2 separate regions of the Columba livia genome follow, and region 1 is linked to region 2. The links are chromatin contacts, called in public Hi-C maps. All regions are on one chromosome and are shown on one strand. The core of a region is the stretch at or near the end of the contact, and the rest is flanking DNA. Distances in the headings are between cores, read along the strand shown.

What was found. A called contact is a pair of places that touch in the nucleus more often than the background predicts.
Region 1: a Hi-C map of crop shows a contact between it and region 2, with 2.0 times the contacts expected there. The contact joins the promoter of FABP6 here to the promoter of IL12B in region 2. A contact is called at or near these places in 2 of 2 Hi-C or Micro-C datasets (crop and liver).

What each region holds. Positions count from the first base shown.
Region 1 is chr14:11,749,759-11,754,501 of bColLiv1.pat.W.v2, forward strand. FABP6 (fatty acid binding protein 6) reads left to right here and starts at 2,036. Exons shown (of 8, transcript XM_065030049.1): 1 at 2,036-2,359; 2 at 2,852-2,937; 3 at 3,578-3,665. PWWP2A (PWWP domain containing 2A) reads right to left here and starts at 1,763. Exons shown (of 3, transcript XM_065030030.1): 1 at 974-1,763. The coding sequence starts at 1,659.
Region 2 is chr14:11,531,366-11,535,517 of bColLiv1.pat.W.v2, forward strand. IL12B (interleukin 12B) reads right to left here and starts at 1,538. Exons shown (of 9, transcript XM_065030028.1): 1 at 952-1,538.

The sequences.
Region 1 (4,743 bases), core at 786-3,285, 220 kb after region 2:
CGTCCTGCTGCAGGAAGGCAATGAAAAAAAGCAAACGCCTAACCTCGGTCTGATGAGGCTTTAAGTTATTTTGTGACACATAACAGTTTCTCCCCTCAAAAAAAAAAAAAAAGAAAAAGGGTATTTAAGAACTGTTAATCTTCACCCCATTCATTGCATACAAGGAGCAATCAGTACTAACAACTGCACTTCTGGACTGTAATAGCCTGGCTTGAAAACCACTATTCTGAAAAATTGTATGTACTGAAATACAAGGTTACCTAGGCAATGCAAGACACAAGCCAACGGGAAAACCAGACCTCGGGGTCTGTACGTTTGTTAGAAGACTGGCATAAATGCCAACATCTGTAGCTCACGTCCCCTTTCCCCAGCAGACAGAGATGCTACAGGCCCGACGCGAAGCCCAGCCTAACCAAAACGATGTGCCCATGTGCCGCCCACTCTCCCAGCTCCCCATTTCCTCATTCCCGCTCCGGACCACCGTTGTTAAGGGCAGCAGTACCAACCGGGCGGGCCGGCTGCCGCTCACCCCCGGGCTGGGCCCGCTCCCCGATCCAGCGGTGAGGCCGGCGGCGAGCGGGGGTGCGGAGCTCGGCCCCGGGCGGGAGAGGGGCCCTGCTCGCCCCGCCGCGCTCCCTCCAGAAGGGTCGAGGAGGAGGATGCCCGCGAGCTGCTGCCTCCGTTCCACGGAGAGGACGCGCGGGCAGGGGCCGCCCGTCCCCAGGCAGACCCGCGGTCCGGCCTCCCGGGAAGGGCAGCGCAAGGGAGCGAAGCGGAGCTCCTGCCGCCGCGCCCCACGGCCCCTACCCAGGCCGCTCCCCGCCGCGGGCCGAGCCCACAACGCCTGGGCGGGGACCGGGGCTCCCCCCGAGGGCGGGAGCGGCGCTGGGCGGCGCAGGCAGGCGGCTCCGGGCGAGCTCGCCGCCGCGGTGGCTGGGTGGGGGCTCGGGAGGGCTCCCCCGTGAGATCTCACCTTTTCGAGAGGTCCATGAGGACCCCAGAAAAAAGCTTCTCTCCCAGCCGGAACGAGACCACCAGGGCGTCCTCGATGATGTGATCCAGGGTGACCCGCACCTCGGAGCCGGGCAGCAGCGGAGCCTCTGTCTCCCCTCCGGCCGGAGCCACAGGCACCGGGGACTTGGGTTCGACAGCGGCGGCATCAGCAGCATCCGGCTCCTCCTCCTCCGGCCGGGACGGCTCCTCCCCGGGCTCCGGCTCCGCGGAGCCCCCAGTAGCCGGCGGGCAGGGCTGCGGCTCCTCCTCGGGAAGTTCAGGGTGCCCAGCAGGCGGCGGGCAGGGCTGCGGCTGCTCCTCGGGCTCCGGGCTAAGCGCTCCCCGGTGCTCGGCCTGGGGCGAGCCCACCTCCGGGGTGGAGGGCGGCAGCTTCTCCGTCCTCTCAGCTTCCGGCTCCCGCGTCCCAGCCGGGCTCCGGGCGAGCTGCACAGGCGGCGGCTCCTCGGCCTCGCCGGGAGCAACCTTCCCCCCGTCGGCCTCCTCCCCATCAGGCACCACCGACTCCACCGCCTCGGTGACGGCAGGGAGAGGGTCCGCGCCGGCCTCGCTGCCCGGGATAGGCTCCATCTCGGGCTCAGCTTCACCGGCCCCCCCATCGCCCGGCACCGCTGCAGTCGCTGCCGCCTCCGCAGCCATGGCCGCCATTTTCTCTGCTGCTTCACCGCCGCCTCCCTCCAGCAGCGGGATCGATAACCACGGCCTTCCCCGCCCGCCTGGGAAGGAGAGCCCGCCCCCTAAACTCGCACCCGGCAACCTATTGGTGGACGAGGTGCAATTCTCTAATTCTACTGGAGGGCGGAGTAGTCCGTCAAGCCCAGCGGAAACTTCTCGTTGGCCAGCGAGGGCTTCATTCAATGAAGAGCCGGGAAGAGGAAGAAGGGGTGTGGCTTAGTGCTTTACAGGCCGTTACAGATTAGAGAGGTTGGGCCTTTAGGGCTGTTCCGCCATCTCATTGGTGGAAGGAGGAGCCGCTCTCGTAGGAGGCCGGTAATTGGCGGAGGCGAACGTCTATCAGGGAGGCATGAGGCAGGGGCCGCGCGGGGTCCGGCAGGAGCTCTGAGGGTGGTCGGGAGAGGGCGCGGGGGGAAGATGGCGGGGGCGGGAGGGCGGTCTTCGGGGGGTTCGCTGACCCTAGGGCGGCACCTCTGTGGGGAGAGGCCGGCTCTGCCTCCCGGCGTGTGCAGCGCCGCTTCGCGGCTGTAAGAGGCGGCTGCTGCTGGTCGGTGCCGCCACCTGCCCCGCGCGGTGGAGGCGAAGGAGGCCCTCCGTGGGGAACGGGCTGAGTGAGGAACTGTGGCGAGCGGCAGAACGGGAGGAAGATAGAGGGCCTGGTGTCTTTTGTGAAGTAAATCCACCCTTTAAAAGATTAAGTAGTGTGAAATAGGTACATGGGATAAAGGTGAAGTGATGGGAACGGTAGAACCAGAGTGAACGTTATCCAGTCAGATGTTCTGAATCAGGGACTTTTCCTCTCTGTGGCATCAATAGTTGTTACTGTGTGGGCATTTTTTTCCCTCAGGTGGGAAATGTATTTCCTAAACAAAAACTAGTGTGAAAGGAAAGTTTTTAGTGTGTTATATATGAGTTTACATTTTGGGAAGCAAGGTCGTTTGCAGAAAGGAGGGTTTGTTAGGAGGAGGAATGGCCAAGGAATAAAAGTGGGAGCAACTGGCGATAGAAAGACAAAAGTGATCTTACAGCATGAGTGGTTTTGTTCTTCCAAGTGCTGTTATAAGAAACATATTGTTCAGCAACAAACGAAATTTTCTGAAAAATAATAAGTAAAATCCATTGATTTTTCTTTAAAAATGAAATATTCATATTTTTTTCATGTTAGTGGCTTCTATTGGCAAACTTCAAAGTTGCTACCTACCATATGCTTACAATAGAAACAGAGCTACACCGTACACCGTGGGTTGTCAGGTAAAAACTTAATAAGTATGAAGAACTAATGAAATTTTTTCAAGAGGTATGAGAAAAAAAATCTTTGATCAGATTTAAGGCTTGGTACTCATATTTTTTCTCTTCATTGTAGGAAAAGAGAGTTACATGTAGTTAAAGCAATACAGTAACATGAAGAATTTTTAGTGATTATAGATGAACACATGAAATAGTTTTTTTTGCTGTTACAGAAGACTATGTAGAACTCAGTGCAACTAAAACATGATCTTGCAAGCTGCTAGCTGTCATAAAGGCACGATTAATTTGCTCTGTCCTGATCATAGTGGTTTGACTTACATAACAGACATAGAAGCTCTTCCTTTTGTACCTGATAGTGGTTTACCTTGCATGGTGAACATCACATCTGCATTATTTGTGGTGTAAAGTGTGTAATGTATGTATGGGAACATCAGTAAGAACTAGTAGATGCATTTTTGGAGACAAATATGTTAGGAATATAGTTAAATGAATTTGCTAAATATAAAACTCCTTAATACATTTTTCTCTGTTTCACCACCATATCTGTTAAGTAAATGGTATGTTAGTGTGGGTGGGTAGAATAGAATGTATTTATTGGAGGAAGGAGTAGTAGGTACTGAATTACAAGTTATTTTTTTTCCAGCCATGCTTGTAGCTTTGGCAGCCTGGATCACAGAGAAACAGCAGATGGATTCAGCGTATGATCTGTGGCTTAAAAGAAATCAGATTGGGTAAGCTTTTCCCAAACTACCTACTGTTAATATATCTGCATAAATAATTTTAAAACAATTTTGTTAGACTGTATTTGTAAAAGATCTGTATTCCCTATCCTAAGGCCATAATGCTTTGAAAGATGGCAACTGTCTAGGAGCCCCTACAGCTGAACATGTTTGCTGGAATTCCAGAGAATAATGAGAAGATTTGTGTTGCTACTGAGTTACCTTAATTTCAAAGCTATCTCTGTGCAAAGATTTCAGTTTTAATTCAGATCTGAGATTTCAGGTTTTTCTGTATGTTTTGCCAAGGAGAATTGAATAGTGACTTCACAGAAGTTGCAAATGCTTCATAAAGAGTTTTCATCTTGAAGAAGCGTGGTATAAAATAAATGGTTATAGGAGTGGAAGGACTCTGCTCTTGTTTCCTCATTATTTTTGTTCTGTGTGACTGTGACAACATATGACATGTAGAAAATTAAGACTTGTTTCCCAGAAACTTTTTACCTTATTCAGATGAGTCCTAGGACAGATTGAAGAAACATATTAGTAAAGATAGCTCATACGTAACACCAGAACTGTTTTCACGTTGCTCTCCTACGCAAAGCATTTCACTGTGGTGCTTGGAGATGCTCCAGCTGCATTTCAACAGGAGACCAAACCATGCTCAGCATGCACAGGACTGTTCTGCATGTTCAAGGTGTGATCATATTTTCAAATGCTCTTTTCCTTATTATGGTCTTTCGTTAGTAGTAACCTATTTGTTCATCCCAAAATTAATAAATTAATATTGTGAGGAAAAGGCATCACACTAGCTAGAAGGGCTGGTGGGGTACAAGTATATGTATTGTCCTATATATATATTAAAAAATCTGCTTTTTTTGTTTTAAACTCAGGAGACATAGTACTCTATTGTAAAAGCTTACAAACACTTTTACTTGGAAGTTTGCAGAAGCAAAGTTGCCAGACAGCTTTCATGGTGGGAGGCCAGAACAGTCATGGTCCTTACTATCTACACAGGCCATGCTGTTTTATACTTCATACGGTTGGTGATTTTAATTGTGCTAGCTGGCCAGTTCAGTCAGGCGCAGTTTGT
Region 2 (4,152 bases), core at 288-2,787:
GACATTTTCTTTCATTTTCAGCTGCTGAATGATCCATATGCTGGCCAGAATACTACTCAACAGTGTTACATAAATAGATGCTGGAATGATAGAAATGTGACTGGAAATAAAGAAACAAAATGATACATTTTTTTTTAATGTATTGTTTCTAAAAATTCTGAGAAATCCCAAGATGAATTTCTGGTTTTAACCTTGAAAGCTTTGAACATCTACATAACCCCTATGGCAGGGAAAAAACAAGAGGACAGTTACAGTACAGTATCCTGTGTCTTTGTGACTAGGTATGACACAAGAGACATCAAAGAACATTGCAACGCCTCTCAAGACTTAACAAGCGATTGGACTAACAGACATTGTCACATACTCCAGTGCTGTTGTTATTGCTATTGTTCTGCTGTTTCTTAAATAAGCTACTTTTAGGGGATAAAACATCAAGTAACCAGCTAAGAAGTAAACACTCAACCAGGTTGTATGGCCCCTGTGTTCAGATACCAGGAAGAGAGTAGGAGGGTGAAGATGTTAAGATCAAGCTGCTTCATCCAAGGAGCAGGTCTCTACTGTCTGAGCTGCACAGATGCAAATGGGGAGAAGAGAGGGGGATCACTGTCCTGTCCTTCAGTTCTTACTGACTGCTCACAGCATCATTGGACTGGGGCACAGAGGAAGCAAAACAGGAAAGGAGGTGACAGCTTACATTTCTCTTTGAGCAAGGCAAAAGCAGACACACAGCTTTTCATGTCATTCTGGGGTGTCTTTTGAGATTTTGGGTGTGAACCTACTTACTGTTCCTTATTCAAGGGAGGTTACTGGTTGGCCAATAGCTGTCATTCAGCAAACAATTTAGGTGTCAAAGTGAGGAGAAAGCCTTGCATGAGGGAACTTCCACTAAGTACTTTCCCAAAAGAATGATGAAACTGCTTGCATGGTGTGAGCACATTTGTTTCTGCTTACCATCACGCCATGGAGTATGAGGATATGTCTGGAGTTGCTCATATTTGGAATTGTGCTCTTCTTGCTCCTCCCTTGGCTCTGACATCATCCTGAGTAAATGCACCACAACAGGTCTGCAGAAGAAGCATCTGTCACACAGATGAAATTGTTGACCAATATCAGTAAATTCCTGGACTTGAGCAGGAATGAGATATCTTCCTAATTTGTCTGAGTAGACCTAGGGAAAAAAAGACAAGGGAATGCTTCACATTTAAAATGTTTGCGGACTTGTTCTTTGTGTAGTTTGGGGCTTTTTTTGTTCAAAAATTTAACCCAGTGCCTTTTTTTTGTTGACCCTATACACAGGGCTCTTCAGAGTTGACTGCTTTTTGCACATTCGAGAGCTCATTAGATGCTGTGCCAGGAGAGTTTCTACTGGGTTCTGCGCTCATTATGGGCAGAAAGTACGAAGGTAATGAAACCAAGGCCTTCCAGTTTACACAGAAAAGAGGATGCTATTCTGTTAAGTAAATAAATAAGCCCTGCAGCTATCACATAGTGACTGTTGACTCTCCTCTGTCGCTTCCTAAGTCTACTCTTTCCTGAAGCTTAACCGTGTTTTGGGGTGGGCATTCCTCACTCTGTCTTGCTGGAGAATGAATGAACAGGACGGAAATCAAACTCAGCCTCCGGCCCCACGGTGCAGAGATGCAGAGCATAAAGATTCATGGGCCCCCAAATTCCATTTGACTTTGTAAGTTATTACAGCCAAAAATGAAAACTCCATTTTTAAATTGGCTTTTTCTGTTGCTTCTTACTATAAGAAAAATCCCCTTGGACACTCCTCAGAGTACTCAAAACAAAAATTCAATTCCTTTGTGCGAAGCTAAATGAAGTTACACAATAGGTGTTGACATAGTGATCGCACCATGATGTTTCTTGGTACCTCCACCAAACCTTTCCCCGACACTAGAAAGTCAATCAAACGTGGGTTTCAGCCACAAATGACATTGCTTCCTTTCCGTGGTAATAGCTACTGCAAGCAACACCATATGAAAATCGTACACCTCATATTCACTGTTTATTTCTCTGACTACTGTTGACTGAGCAAAGAGGTTGCTTGTATTTGTGACTTTCCACAATGTAAATTCCTCTAATATTGTGAGGCAAAGCTGAACTATCTTCCAACTAGTTATGGAATTTCTAAGGCAAGTGAGAAACAGCAGGAAAAAGCCCTGCATTGCGGAACCTCATCTGGAAGCACGTCTGACTACCTCAGAAGTTAAACATCAGTATTCCTATGCAATGCTTGTTTGCATATGTAATAATAATATCAGTTTTAGATGTTCTGTTTCAATCCCCTCCACCTATAATTAACATCTGAGAGTAAGAACCACTTCAGAAAGCTTTGATCTGACAATCATAACAATAAATCCCTTTGCCAAAGGAACCCGTTGTTTGCTCAAAGCAAACAAGATGTCACTCATATTCAAAGAGTTCAGCAGAAAACCACTTTTATCACATAATGCAGTCCAGTATAGGTAGCTTAATGTTGTAGATAGATTGGATGGAGGAGAAATTTTGCAGTAAAACCATATATATCAAATGGTAACCTTCATATTGGAACTGCTACCTTATGCCATTTTTTTTTCTCCCAACCAGCTGAATTTAATGAACATGCTACTTGGCTACTGTGAGCAGTCTCACGGAAGGAGGCTTCCACCCAGCTCTGCAGGGAACTTCATGCTATCCGAAAGGGCCGGTCACGTTGCAGGCTGTGGGCAGCATCACGAGCCTGGCACTGCTCCATGGGCCGGCTGGCACAAACGCCACAGACAGGGGATGTGGCCTGAGCACAGCCCTGCAGTCACCGCACAGCTTTCCACAGAAGTCAACTCTGCAACTAAGTGTGTCATTTTAAGAAAACAGGAACTTTGCAATCTGCAGCAGAGTTATAAATAACCGAGGGCAAAGTTTATTCACAGCTGCTAAATGGGAGGTGACTGGGCACAGCCCTGGGCTTGACAACACAATCAGAGCTAAAATCCCTAGCGGTCATGAATTTCCATTGTGACAATACTACCATTACCATTTCACTATAGGGGACTACATTTACATTGCCCCTTCCTTACACTTAATTTTTCATGAAAAGGAATAAATAGAAGTGAGAAAAGAACCCCAAAACATTACACTATCTTAGGCACAAATGTCTCTTTTGAATGCCTGTGACTGAGCAGTTGAGATAGAAATTAATTCACTTGTGCTGCAGCTTTATTTACACATAATGAATCTATGCAAAAGATGGGAAGAGGACCACAGATTCTACTAAATAGCCTTGATTTTTGTCGAGATAGGGAAGGCTACATTACCTCATGTGGCACTTCTGTTGTACATTGTGTCTGCATTCACAGGGGAGCCAGAGACATCTGTTGAGAAAGGTCCCATTTGACATGTGCAGTAGTGCTCAGATTTTTGCTACAGCTTGAATCAGAATTCCAAACAAGCAACAGAAAGTACATAGGTACATTTCCATTAACGGTGCATGAAAAACAATATGGTGTTGAGAAGGCATCAGTAGATAACTTTGTATGTATCTGTGTATAGGGTATGTCTGTTATCAGTATTCATTGTTCAAATAAGGATTTGTCCTAGAGACTCTTTACCTCCATATTTTTTTCATTTTATATTAAAAAAAGGCATTACCAGTGCTGAAATCCAGCAGAATGCAGGTGGCAAGGGAGAGAGAATAAGAAACAAAGAAAGAAATTCAGAGAAACAAAGAAGGAAACAGAACAAAAGAAAAGTAGATACATGTAAAGCAAAATTTCAAAATCTAGTTTTGAGGAATCTTAGTGTCAGGGACTTTTTAGAAAACATACTAATAAAAGGCTCTCTAAATCCATTTTGCCTGTGGTAAGGGCTTTTCTTAATTAGTTCTGATTAAAAATTCTTCCCAGGTTTTTGGATCCCTTTTCTCCATACTGATGCCTTTTTGAGGTGATGGAATGTTTGGTAAAGAAAGAAAATTCCATTTTTCTTCACAATTTCACTGAAAAGAAATCACTTCGAGTTTAAGCAACATTTTCTCTGTCTGAGATTGAAACCTTTTGTTTAGTAAAAGATTGTTTGGAATGCTCCTTTGGTGCACCCTCCCTTGCAACCCCCCCCCAAGAATTTGGCCATTTTCACTGAGGGTGATTTGTCTGCATCAGAAAGCAAAGG